Regions from separate parts of the Mus musculus genome. Here regions 1 and 3 are each linked to region 2. Evidence: chromatin contacts called from public promoter capture Hi-C data. All regions are on one chromosome and are shown on one strand. The core of a region is the stretch at or near the end of the contact, and the rest is flanking DNA. Distances in the headings are between cores, read along the strand shown. Region 1 holds the start of Adssl1 (adenylosuccinate synthetase like 1). Region 2 holds the start of Dync1h1 (dynein cytoplasmic 1 heavy chain 1). Region 3 holds the start of Pacs2 (phosphofurin acidic cluster sorting protein 2).

What was found. Promoter capture Hi-C pulls out the DNA fragments that hold promoters and counts their contacts.
Region 1: a contact with region 2 is called in a promoter capture Hi-C map of pre-B cells, with 5 times the contacts expected there. The contact joins the promoter of Adssl1 here to the promoter of Dync1h1 in region 2. A contact is called at or near these places in 2 of 39 promoter capture datasets (liver and pre-B cells) and 1 of 484 Hi-C or Micro-C datasets (B cells).
Region 3: a contact with region 2 is called in a promoter capture Hi-C map of liver, with 4 times the contacts expected there. The contact joins the promoter of Pacs2 here to the promoter of Dync1h1 in region 2. A contact is called at or near these places in 2 of 39 promoter capture datasets (both in liver).

The regions. Positions count from the first base shown.
Region 1 is chr12:112,617,653-112,622,364 of GRCm38.p6, forward strand. Adssl1 (adenylosuccinate synthetase like 1) reads left to right here and starts at 2,395. Exons shown (of 13, transcript NM_007421.2): 1 at 2,395-2,658. The coding sequence starts at 2,467.
Region 2 is chr12:110,599,252-110,603,457 of GRCm38.p6, forward strand. It overlaps Dync1h1 (dynein cytoplasmic 1 heavy chain 1), which reads left to right and starts at 2,144. Exons shown (of 77, transcript NM_030238.2): 1 at 2,144-2,603. The coding sequence starts at 2,354. It overlaps Gm35558 (a long non-coding RNA gene), which reads right to left. Exons shown (of 2, transcript XR_381950.4): 1 at 1,502-4,206; 2 at 1-1,113.
Region 3 is chr12:113,012,777-113,016,993 of GRCm38.p6, forward strand. It overlaps Pacs2 (phosphofurin acidic cluster sorting protein 2), which reads left to right and starts at 1,732. Exons shown (of 24, transcript NM_001081170.1): 1 at 1,732-1,906. The coding sequence starts at 1,788.

The DNA.
Region 1 (4,712 bases), core at 1,145-3,644, 2.0 Mb after region 2:
TTAACTACTGGTGCGGGAGTGTGTTTGCCACCGCATTCATGTGGGGATCAGAGGACAACTTCTGAGAATTGTCCTCTCCTTCTGTGTGGACCCAGTGGAAGGGTGGCAAGTGCCTTTTACTATAAACAGTCTTGCTGGTTCCTTGGGCGATTGCTTCTGCAGCCTAGCTCTGTCAGCTCCATCTTCACACTCTGGAGTTCCCAGGTATTGAGTTGTGAACGGTCTGCACCTGGGGTGGAATGCCTACCTATCTCATCAGGCAAACCTGCAAGGTCAGCACTTCACCTGCCTGGGGAGGACGGAGAGCACTGCCTCCCCAGCCTTCCTCCCCATTGCTTTCTGGAAGTCGGCCTCGTGGCTAACAGACCTGGGAAAACCCAGCCCAGTGGCAGCTATGAAGCCCCTGGAACCTCCTTGCAAAGGCTCATGGGTGCCAGATCATGTGCATTGTCTGTGTGGCGGTGTCTCTTGATAACCCAGAGGGAACCATAGGTGGCGCTGTGCCTGCGTGCCCTCCCTCTAAGCCTATGCAAAGCTTAGCAGAAGTCACTTGTCTGAGGTCACACAGCTGCAAAGCCAGACTCCCCCCAAACTTAGCAGCTGCTACACTGCCCACCATCCCGGGCTGGGCTCACTGAGGGGGTGGGGGTGCTAATTCCGGCTGAGCCTTGTGACTGGCAGGGTCCCAGCTGTTGAGCCTGAGTGAAGCTGTTTTTAGAAAAGCCCTCCCCGTTCTATGTGGGCCCTTGGCTATTTATAGTCTCAGGCTTAGAAGCCTCAGTGCCCAGGACCCGTCTAAGCCCCCATAGTAGGTCCCTCTGAACCCTAAATACCTCTCACCAAGAACCCCTGGTTCCCCCCAGGAAAGGGAGCCAGGATTCCTTTCAGGCTTGCAGCAACACCTCCCAAGGGGACAAGGGCAAGCATTAAAGTGACCTGACCAAAGTGACATTCAACACTGGCATTCTTAAAGCATAATCTTTCTCACCTGGAGAAAAAGTTCATTGACCTGTGTAACATTCTGCCAGCCTCTCTCCTCCCTCAGTCCTCAGAAGCTGCTGTGCCCCCTACCCTTCCTCCTGTGACAACCCCCCCCATATTCTCCTGTTTACCCCTTGTCTCCGTTCCTGCATCAGCCTTCTCTGCCTGCTTTGCCTTCTGAGCACACCTTCCTGAAAGACCTTATCAGGGATTTCTGCCTGTCCCAGCCACTGCTCAGGAGATCTTGGCCTGAACCACTAACTCTAGATGCCACGTCTACTCGCTTGCCCCCTCCCCACTGTGGCACTGAGTGAGGTAGAGAAGGATATTGTAATCTGCACACAAAGACTGTAAGGCTCTTCTAAGAAGTAGTGTCCAGATCCGAGGCCCTGACTGCTTCAGCCATAGCAACTGAAGAGAGTGTCTATGTCCCTATGTGAAACAGAAGACACAGACCACCATGACCTGCACAGCCAGGGAGGGTAGCAGCAGTGTGGCTGAGGCTGACTGGGAATAGCCTCTCTTCCCCAAGCTGGGGGAGGGGGGGTGTCAGTCCCCCAGAGGGTGTGTCTAGTCTCACTGGTCTTGTGACAGTCCTGCGAACTGCCCCCAGGACAACTAGGAGCCTGACTGCTCTGTGAACCTGTCCCAGGGGTCAGTTAGCACACCCTGGAAGGACACGCACCAGTGGGGGGCTGGGGGGAGCATGCCACACAGGCCTCCCAGCCTCAGGACTTTCCCTTGTCCCTGTTTCCAGTCTGGACTGAGTGGCAGAAACCATCGACCCCGAGGTCTCTTGGAAAGTTGAATCCTCCTCTGCTCCTGTGTCCCTCAAGTTGCTCTGACCCCGAGCGGATGTGGGTACTTCATCTTACACTTGGCGCTGGGCTAGTAGCTAGCTACAGCCACCCAAGAGCTGCATATCCTGGGCCAGCAGGGGTGACTATGTGGCCTGGTGGAGAGAGATCGTCTTAGTTAAGGTGACTTTCTGGGCGGCTCTCAGGAGAACCGTTCCTGGTCCTGGACTCGAGGTTCAAGACGGGAAAACAGGTGATCCCGCAGGCAGATCCTCCAGATTAACGGCAAAGAAACATCTGTGGTTCTGCTTTTGTTAACCGCTCTCTTGCCCCGGAAAAAGCAGCCTCCTCCGCTGTTTGTGCAACCCCAAACCCTAGTCCTAGCAGGCCAGTGGGCAGGGGTAGAGTCCGGGTCGTGCAGCACTGGCACCTCTCACGTCCTAGGGTGTTCTGAGTCATCTGCTTGCCCAAGTCGTGTCGGGGCGTCTAGCACCCTAAGTGCGCGCCATCTGCAGCGACAGCGGCAGGGACAGGGAGCTGTGGCCGCAGGTCACCGAGGTGCGTCACCGCGTGCGCAGGACCCGCCCCCGGCCCGCCCCCCTCTCTAGGCGTCCGCATTTAATGGAGCGAGAGCTCTGGCGGCGGCGGGCTCTCGCTTGGCCCAGAGCAGCAGAGGAGCTAAGCCAGCATGTCCGGGACCCGAGCCTCCAACGACCGGCCCCCCGGCACAGGCGGAGTCAAGAGGGGGCGGCTGCAGCAGGAGGCGGCGGCGACAGGCTCCCGCGTGACCGTGGTGCTGGGCGCGCAGTGGGGGGACGAGGGCAAAGGCAAGGTGGTGGACCTGCTGGCCACGGACGCCGACATCGTCAGTCGCTGCCAGGTGCGGGCCAGGCGCCGAGTCCCTCCCTAACCTGCCCAGCGAGCCTCTCCCCTTCCCCGGGATCCGGACGAACCCCTTCCTCCTGTGCCCTGAGTGGGTCACAGCCTTTTGGATTCCTCCCTCCCAGGAGTACCTTCCCCACTGCCTAAGTCCTCCTTCCCACACACACCCTCTCACACAAAGCTCTTGGCCTCCCACCACCCACCCACCTCCTCCCCAGGGCAATGGCAGGAGCCCGAGCTAAAAATATAAGTCGCTGAGTTGAGGACATGGGATCCTCAGGGGTAGGGCGTTCCAGGGCGGTGATGGTGGGCCCTCCAGTGGGGAAAGCCCCAACGGGGTGGGTCGAGGTACCCTAAGATGCAGCAAAGGGTGAGAGCTGCTTTCTGAGAAGGGGGGTGTCCTCGGCGAGTCAGCCAGGCAGAGACAGGATGAAGATAGGTTTCTAACCTAGAGGAACGCAGGGTCAGGAGCCTAAAGCAGAGTTCAAAGGGGTCTGGCTGACATGGAGAAAGGAGGAGTCACAGATTTCCCGGGCAGGGTGTGACCCGGTGGCTGGTAGTGCTCAGAGAAGGCCAGAGACAGTCTTTGTGCCCTTGGCCAGCTGCAAAGTGCTCTGAGCACCCACATTTGTTCTGACTGACTCTGGACAGCGGGTGGGTACTCTCCTAGGGCTAGCTGCCTGCTCTCCTTAAGTCTCTGTGGTGTTGAGCTGCAGCTAACAGCCACACTGCCTCTGCGGTGCCATCCTCAGCACAGAGGGCTCGGTTTGAGGGAAGATACTCTGTGATACTGGGTTTGGAGCCACACTTATGGCTGCTGACCCAAATGAAGGTGGGAACACCTGCTGGAGTTCTGTCTCCCTGGTTCTGTGGCTTTCTTGCTGAGTTCCCGAGGACTCCTAGGAGGCCTCCGGAGGCATAGCTTGGTTCCCTGGGCCACATTTGCCCAGCTGGGGATGAGGATTTCTGGAAACTCTCTTAAGAATGAGGAGCTACCCTGCTCTCTCACCCTGTTCACCCCTCTCCCTTGAAGTCTCTAGGTCCTAAGGACAGACCTTGGGCCTCCTAAGCCCTACACCTTGCATGCATTGTCCAGCTATGTGTATGTAACTGGGATTTACTCCCAGCGGTCTGGAGTCCTGCTCTCCAGCGACCCAGCACCAAAGCCCCCACCCTTCCTCAGAGCCGTTTGCTCCTGTGGCGCCTACAGTCTTTCCACACAACTTGCTGGGTTTGGTCAGCACTGTCAGGGGTGAGCCTCGATGGTCCCAGGCTCCGTCTCCTTCTGCGGACACAGTTCTGGGTGAAGATGAGCTATCCCTGCTCTATGCCCAAGTCACCATGACAGATCCAGATCCCCATTTCTTGACAGGACATTCAAGGATCAGCACAGGGTCACAGTCACCCACTCAGAGGGGCTATCTCTCCCACCACCTGACCTCCCCAGCAGACCCAAACAGGTGTTCCCCTGAGGAATATGAGAATAGAGACATGTTTCTCTTCCAGTCTCTCGTGAACTAGCAAGTCAGGAGCCTCCCACAGAGCTCCTCTACAGGTTGGGAAACTGAGGCTCAGAAAAGTTGAAGAACCAAACTAACTGTTCCTTTGAGTCCCTTGAAGCCTTTATCATAAGCCAAGAGACCTGTCCTCTTTCCCCCCACTTCATGGACAAGGCAGAAGAGTCAGCCTTCCATCAAGCCCTCTGGAAATCAACTCCAGTCCTTTCCCTGAGTGCCCAGCCCCTGAGTCATTGCAAGCACTTGGTGACTACTCTGGTTTCCTGCACTTGTCCTTCCCCTTGGCGGGGACCTCTTTGCTTGCCTGTGGCCTCCCATATCTTCCCTGATCTTATGTGCCTATGGCCAGCCCTGTGTGATCAGAGGCTGGCAGGGTGGGGGGCTAGGTAAGTTGCCTCTGGCTTTGAATGGGTGCACGAACCAAATGAAGGCTCCAGAGGCCAAGCCCAAAGCCGTGCCAAAGGGCTGGCAAACACAAGAATGCAAATCAAGTGTCCCCCCTCTCCCCCAGTAAGTTCGCTACCTAAAAATGCTG
Region 2 (4,206 bases), core at 894-3,393:
CAATCAGGGCTACATGACAAGACCTTGAAAAACAAAAGTCCAATATGGAATTCAGAGAAGGGGTATTTGGAAACACAGCCTGGAGGTGCTGGTTTGACAGTGGTCCCACTGAGAGATTGTGTGCTCTCTAGGGCTTGAGAGAGGGGGCAGAATACAGAGAATGAGCCTGACACGGTATCTCAACAGCACGTCATATGGTATTTTAAAGAGATGTTGGGAATGCGCAAGACCTCTACACAGTGTATCACAAATTTATGACAAAGTTGTATGTACTCTAGCCGCCACCAGCATCCCTCATCAGGAAAGAAATGCTCTTCCCAGCTCCTCTCAACACTTGAAAGCAGATGCTTTCACAGACAGGAGACTAGAAAGGCCGGGTCCCCACCCAAGATTGGCTGCGTCCTATGCCACGAAGCAGAAGGGCATCTTCAGCCAAGCTCAGCTTCCTCGTTAGCCCTGTCTCAGCCTGGCCAGCCTCTAGGATGGTGCCCTTAGAAATCTCAGCAGCCTGTGTGCAGCAGGTCTGTTCTTACTATATTAAAAAACAAAAACAGAATGTTTATTGAAAAAGCACACAGGTTTGATCCACTTGTAAATCCTTGTAAACAAATCATTTCTGTCTTCTTTGGAATGATAATAATCCAAAGTCTGAGCCTGCTATCTGTCCCCTGGCGTGGAGCCAGGTTGCAGATGAGTGAGTCCTCGGATAACTGAATGACTGCATTTCCCAGGTGCTGACTCACAGTGCAGCCAGTGTGCAATCAGCCCCACACCCACTAAGTCCCTGCAGGTTTCAGAATCTCCGGTCTTTTGTCCTTGTTCCTATCTCTGCAGGATAGGCAGAGGGAAACACTAACACAGCACCTAGTGTCAGGTGGACATTCAGTATTGATCACTGCCAGTACGCCAGCAATTCCACAGTAGCAATTCACCACAGTAGCTTTGGGTCTGTCCTCTCACCTCTGCAAGATTATTTATGACACATTACACCAGGGTGGGCTGATGGAGGGAGAATGGGGATATTTATCTGTTTTCTCTCTCTCTGTCTCTCTGTCTCTCTCTCTGTCTGGCTTCTAGAAGAATCTTCGGGCCTCCATCAGCAGCCTCTGGGACCTGGCACAGGACAATTGTGCAAGGAATAAGCATATTGTAGGGCTTCCCGTATTCCAAAGATGATTTGGGAGAATCAAGTCATACCACCATCATCCCACCAATCAGGACTCAGCTTTCTAACTCGGCATTATTATATTTTTAAAGATCATTTTGGCTTAGTTCCCTCTACCCAATTGAACAGGCAAGTTATGACCTGAACTTTCAAAGGCCAGTTACTAACCCTAAGAAAGTAAGCAAAGAGATTCTGCCCTTCTTGTCCTCCGTGTATGGGAGGAGGGGTGATGGGTCAGATGCAGGGAAACTTAGGAGCAATCTGAGCCCCTGCCTCCTGCCGATCCAGATTCCCGAACCCACAGAGCGGTGGGTGCTGCAGGTATGGGGAGCTTACCGTTGTCAGTGGATTCACTCATGCGTCCTTCTCTTACATCACCCTCGCTTGGTAAATGACACTGTGTTCAGAAGCCAGGTCCCATCGTAGCTTGATGTTCCTACTATCCAGGTTTCTTTTAGCCTACCGTTAGACTGCACTGCAGTTGCTGCTCCACCCATACCTAACCTTCCCTTCCTCAGACGCCAGTTCCTCAGCTAAAATCATCTCCCTTCCACTCTCTCCCTATCCAGTTTAGCGAAGTCATTGTGGGCATGCCCCTCATCTCCTCTGAAAAAACGTCCTCATCTTCCCAATGTGTATCTAATAACGACTGGGCAGTTGGGACTCCAGACTCCATTCATTCAACGGGAGAACTCAGGTTATTAATAGCAATGTCGGGCAGAGGATGAACTCTCACTAAATGTCAATTCTCGTCAATGCATCCTTAAAACACTATTTATGAAGCCTGAGGGGCTGGCTCTGTGATATTCTCTGCCACCTGGCAATGAAGACAGACGCGGTTCCTGGACCACTTTTGCGCAGAGTAATGGGTCCCGCCCTGCCCTCCGACTACAAGTCCCAAAAGGCCACGCGGCGCCGCACATAGCCCCGCCTCCAGTCGCATGCGTAACGTCGCGACGCCGACCGCGAGCGGGCGCCGGTGGCTGCAGCCAGCGGGCGGGGCGGGGCCGGCGGGAGCGGCGGCCTTTAGGGCGGAGCCGGCTCCGCTGTCCGCAGTCGGCCGCGGGTTAGCGGGCAGAGCGTCTCCTGTCGCCGGTTCCCCTCGCTCACTGCTCTCTCGTGCCGGAGGCCGCTCCTCTCGGCTCTCGCTCTCTCTCTTTCTATCTCTCTCCCTTCCGTGGATCCGCCATGTCGGAGCCGGGCGGCGGCGAGGACGGCTCGGCCGGCCTGGAGGTGTCGGCGGTGCAGAATGTGGCGGACGTGGCGGTGCTGCAGAAGCACCTGCGTAAGCTGGTGCCGCTGCTGCTGGAGGACGGCGGCGACGCGCCGGCTGCGCTGGAGGCGGCGCTGGAGGAGAAGAGCGCCCTGGAGCAGATGCGCAAGTTCCTGTCAGACCCGCAGGTCCACACGGTCCTGGTGGAGCGCTCCACCCTCAAAGGTGCGCGGCGCCCCCTCCCCGGTCGCGTGGAGCAGCTAGGGTGCCCGGACCGCCAGCGCCCGCACAGTGGGGTCGCTTTGTCTCCGCGGCTTCTCAAGATGGCCGAGTTGGGTGGAGACAGCGTCTCCCGGTCCCGGCTGGGCACAGGGCCGCATCCCTGCCTCCAGAGTCACATGAGCTTTTTTGGTTTCGATTCGTATCCAAGCTTAGCTCGCTTTGGGAAGAGTGTGTCTAGGACAGCCTAGGTGCTGGCCCTTGGGTGGGCTCGGGGACCGGTGGGTTGGCGGGAGCCGGAGTGGGCAGGCCCTGGTCACCCAGCATCTCTGCTGTCTGCGGCTGCCTACGCGTAGGCCTCCATTGGCCTCGCAGCATCATTGTTGAGTGGGTGTATCTCCCAGTTTTACAAACCAGGAAACTGAGTCCCGTGGCTGGTCCAAGGTCACCAGCTAAAATACAGGACCTTGAGATTAGACTCAGCATATCAGTTTCCAGTCCAAATTGCTTGTTTTGCTGATCATGGCTTGAAATTGTTGCTTAGATGACCCTAATGACAGCTCTGTGACATTTAAGTCTGATTTCAAAGACTTAAGAACTGTTGCTTACCTAGTTGGGGAAGGAGGCAAAGAAGCTGACATGTTCCCGTTGTGTCCTCCAGCAGAGACTCTCACAACATCCCTAGATTGATCTGGAATAGGGGGCTTGCTTGCAGGACTCCTTCCTTCTTGAGGCTTTAAAACCACTTTGTAGCATCTGGGGAACTTGTATGACATGCTGGCGAATGGGTGTGGCATTTCCCTAGGAACCCAGATGTGCTGTTTAAAAGTAAAATAGCCCTTAGGGATTGAAGATGGACTGAGAATATTTGCTAGCAAGTTCCCTAGAGTTCCAAAGGCTGTGTGGTTCCGTTAGAAAACCAGAGTGGCTGTCCTTTCGATAGTTTGTATCGCTTTAAGGCTATTCTTAATTACAAAATGTTCACACAGCCTTGGTTTGGGCCTGCAGTTAGAAGATAGCAGAATATTTTTCTTCAATCTACACACAATGTCTAAAGCATTAGGATGCTATTAGTGCCTGGCTAGTGTTAGTGTGACTGAAGATGGTTTCCTTTACATTGGAGTTTGTATTTATTCCTGCGTGGAAATCTATTTTTGTCCAAAAGACCATGTAACTGTAGAAAATTTGAAACATATCTGAAATGAAAGTCATCTGGAACCCTGCCCCAGCAGGGCCCTGTGAGCCCTTTGATCCCTACTTGCTCTTTTGCGGGGTATGTGAAAATACATTTTATTAAAATACATTTTTAACCTATGTTTTTAACGATTTTGAGTAGTTTGGCCCTAGCTAATTCTTTTATATTCTTTGTTGCACAGTTTGTGTATTGAAATTAGTGATTTCAATATAAAAACACAAAAACCATGAGTCATGATTTCTCTTTACGAAAAAAAATCCCCAAGTTTTTCTCTTTGCTCTGTCATTAGTAATTTGTTCTCCTCATATCTGTCCGTCTTGTATCAAGGGTGGAATGGAACAAGTGTCTATTCAGCAAGGGATGATCCAGCATCCCAGCAAGGTTCCATAATGACTTGCACTTTTGAAAGTTGAC
Region 3 (4,217 bases), core at 482-2,981, 2.4 Mb after region 2:
CGTCCCCATGACCTACCTTAACAGCCCCCCCCTTCCCTTAGAAAGTGCAGACAGCATGTGTCTCACTTTCCTTCCATCTAAAGTGAGGCTGGGCAGATATATGTCATATTCATTGAGAACCTACAATGGTGTCCAGTACAAGATGGCACAGCTCAACCAAGGCCACTGGTGCCATGCCCCGGTATGCACAGCTTGGTCACTCTTATTTCCTCCCTTGACCCTGGCTGCAATGCCTGCCTGGCGCACACAGACACAACTCATCAGACAGCCCATTCTTCTGCCTGCAAATGCACCCTTGGTCTGTCCCCAGCGCTGTCTGCCAATTGCTGAGGTCAGTGGATGCTTGTCTTTTGCTTCCAATCAAAGGCAGCCTGTCCACCAAGGCTGATGAAGCTCGGTGAACACAGCCTCTGGTTTCCTAGGTACAAGCCTTACTACTGGCCCCAATAGGGCTGCAATGTCAGACAATATTCATTTCAGCTGGCCACAGACTGACAGACCCTCTGGACTTTGTTTTACCACCCCAGCGAGTGAGGAACATGAGGAAAACACAGGTCCCCTTGTTCTCTTCAAAGCAGACTCTGGCTTTAAGCAGCTGCAGCTGTTTGCAGCTCCCATCCTGGAGTTACAGCAGGAGGCTGCCTCTGGCAGAGGAGCTCCAAATGTAGATGGCAAGGGGTTGGGGTGTCATAGCAGAGGAGGGACCACCCCCACAATGCCTTCCTGGGAAGAAAGGCAGAAAACAGGACTATTGGGTAAACCTGAAGGGCAAGGAGGGACAGCCAGGTCAGATTGATTTGAGTTAGAATTGTTTCAATAAGCTTACTAGAAGATAATAAGACATGGAACCTAGCGGGAGAAAGGCAATTGTGTAAAGCCGTGGATACAAAGAAACAAGACATGCCAGAAAAGCTTTTCCCTAAATTTGTTGACTTTGACCAAAGACAGCCAAAAAGAGGGGGAGGGACATCTGCCACTGAGAGCTTCTTCCTGAGGCCCAGAGCCTAGCCGGCCTTCTCCAGGCCATGCCTGGAATCCCCTGCCTACTGGGCCCTGCAGTCTGATCGGCCACCCGCCCCTCCTATTGGCCCAAGTTCACTGCGAGCAAGGGAGAATGCACCCTGTACCAAATATTTGAGATGCTCTTGAGAAAAACTTAAAAATAAATAAATAAAGCACTGCTGAATATAGGAGGAGGCTGGATGGGCGGAGGTTGCTGGATGGGGCAGCTAGGGAGGACAGATGGTGGCTGAAACTCCTCAAGGAATAAGGGTGGGTGGGGCCTACAGAGTGCGAGAGCCAGGCCTTAGGGGCCTGTGCGGGGACACGCAGGATGGCAACCGGATGAGAGTCACCGGGATACATGGTCACGTCCCTAGGCCCGCGGTCCGCCGCAGGGAGCGTGAGGGGTTCGTAGACCTGGTCACTCCCGCAGCCATCACGTCGCTCGCCTGAGTCCCTGAGAGGGGCACAGCCTGTGCGCCGCCGCGCGCGCTCGCTCCCGCGGCTGGGCGCCGGAGACGCCCTGGGGCGCGCGCCTCACTTCCGGTGGGCGGTGATTGGGTGCGCCGCGCGAGCCCTGCCCCGTCGACCAATAGGCGGCGCGGTGCGGCAGGGGGCGGGGCGCGGGCGCAGCCTGGACACCGCCCGCGGGCCTGCCGGACTCCCGCCGCCCGCCGGCGCCATGTGACCGCGCCGCCGCCCTCCGCGCGCCCGGCCCGCCCGCCCGCCGCGCTCCCGCGGCCCGGCGCAGCCCCAGGCCGCCGAGGGACGGCGGGGCCGGCGCCATGGCCGAGCGGGGCCGCCTCGGCCTGCCCGGCGCGCCCGGAGCGCTCAACACTCCGGTGCCCATGAACCTGTTTGCCACCTGGGAGGTGGACGGCTCCAGCCCCAGCTGCGTGCCCAGGTACGCCCCCGTGCTGCGCTTTGTCCGCGCGCACCTGCCTGCGGGCCGGGACCCCGCGCCCCCGAGCGCGCGCGGGTGACTGCAAGGCGAGGGCCGGGGCGGGGCAGCGGGCCTGTGGCTCGCCCGGCCGGTGCTCTGCCCGCACCTTGACACCTGCGTCCCGGGCCGGGCTGCGCAGCGGACCTCAGGCGGTGGAGCTCTCGGCTAGTGCCACAGCTCTCCTCCGGCGTGCAGCGGCACTGTCACACCCCAGAGGCCTGGGCCTGAGGCTCCCGGGACACGCCGCTGTCTCCTCTCCATCTACCCTGCGGGTGAGGTCTGCGCTCTCTTCACCTGTCGGCCTTGTGTCCGGCGTTGTGACGAGAGCTCCCGAGACCGTTGTACTCTTTGCTTGGAGCTGTTAATTTTGCCGTTGCACAAGCCTGGTCTTTCTCCCCTGGGTAGGCGACCTCCTCCTCGCCCCGTGGAAAGGGTTAGACAAAATTTACCCGCTGGGCGGACACTGTGGCCACCCATCTCTGTGTGGACTACAGCTTCCCATTCTAGTGCCCAGCTTGAAACTTTTGTGATTTCTTGACTTGGCTCCTACTCGGGAGCTTCAGCTAGTGAGAGAAAAGAGGAACTCTAGACACCAGGTTGAGGGCGCTCCAGGCTTCCCTCTGGGGAGTCAGGGAAAGTGGCCTTATCACCAAAGAGCCTTCCAGGCACAGAACTTGGACAGTGTGCCCTGGAGGGGGATCTGAGTAGAGAGATGCTAGGAAGGAGAAGGGGAACTTTCTGTGTTCTTTCAGCAGGCCTCTGAGTGTGGTGTTGGGGGTACAGAGGCCACTAGATAGTGGTTTTACCCTTCTAGAATGCACAAGGCCCTCTGGGTCTGTCTGTGGCTTTGGGAAAGGAAGGATGGATCTGAGGGGCATCTGGAGGACTGAGACCTGAGGGTCAGCTTTTGCCTCAGTGGGAGCATCTCCCAGGCCCCTAAAGCAGGGTGGGGGGAGGGAGAGATGAACTGATCTCCACACTTAATTCTGGCTCTCTACAGCATTGCCCTGAGACTTCACACTGGCCCTTGAATTCCTTTAGCAGTCTCTGAGTTCCCTTAATGAGAGCCAAGGGTCCCCATGCCCCCCACCCCATACACCAGTCAGCCTTTCTCTTTCTCCCTCCCTCTTCTGTTCCCCCTTCCTTCTTTTTCAGAAACACTGAGGCTGTTTGAACTCCTATGCTCTTGTGATCCACATCCCCAACACACACTTGAACTTCTTTTAGAGTTAGAACCGCAGATACAGGTAGCACACTCACCTAAGACTGGAGCCTAAACCTAGTAAGGAAAGGGAGAGAGGCCATTTCCTTTAAAGGTGGACGATTTTTTTTTTCTTTTGAGACAGGGTTTTGCTTTGTAGTCATGAATGGCCTTGAACTTGTTTTTGTAACCCAGGGTGGCCTTGAGCTCTCAGTCCTCCTGCCTCTGCCTCCTGTGTACAGGGATTATAGGCATGCGCACCGTGCCTGCTGTGGTCTGTGTTCTTGAAGATCCTTTTTCCACAGGAGAAGGTAGGGGTCAGGGAAGGCTGGTGGAGGACAGGCTTACACAGAGAGGAAGATGTGAAAGGGGTGAGCAGCAGCAGGTGTTGGGGTGCTCTGGGTGTTGGGCTGGACAGAGACTTTCTCTGGAGGGGTGAGGACCTTGGTCAGGTGGAGCAGATGTTCTGTGTGTTAAAGTATAGAGTGTCAGGACAGTGTTGCATGTTTTCTGACCTGTGTCCTCCTCTGCTCTGCTGCCAGAGGTGCTCACCCTCAGGACTTAGCACACACCTTCTGCACTCAGTCAGCACTCAGCACTCACCCTCAGCACTCAGTCAGCACTCACCTTCAGCACTCATCCTCAGCACTCAGTCAACACTCAGCACTCTCTCTCAGCACTCGCACTCAGCATTCAGCACTCAGTCAGACTCACCCTCAGCACTCAGCACTCACCCTCAGCACTCTCTCTCAGCACTCGCACTCAGCATTCAGCACTCAGTCAGACTCACCCTCAGCACTCAGCACTCACCCTCAGCACTCTCTCTCAGCACTCGCACTCAGCATTCAGCACTCAGCACTCACCCTCAGCACACACCCTCTGGCCACTTGCTGTGCAGTGCTGTGCTTTGGGCACTCGCTGCAGACAGGATCAGGATTGTGTTCCCTGGTTCCCTGGTTCCCTGCTGGCTTTGGTTGTCTTTCCCGAGCTACGGCTGTGCTGGTGGCTGACGCACATTGATTGCTGCATACACTCCTCAGAGTGATAACACCTGGATTTCTGCTGCGGGGT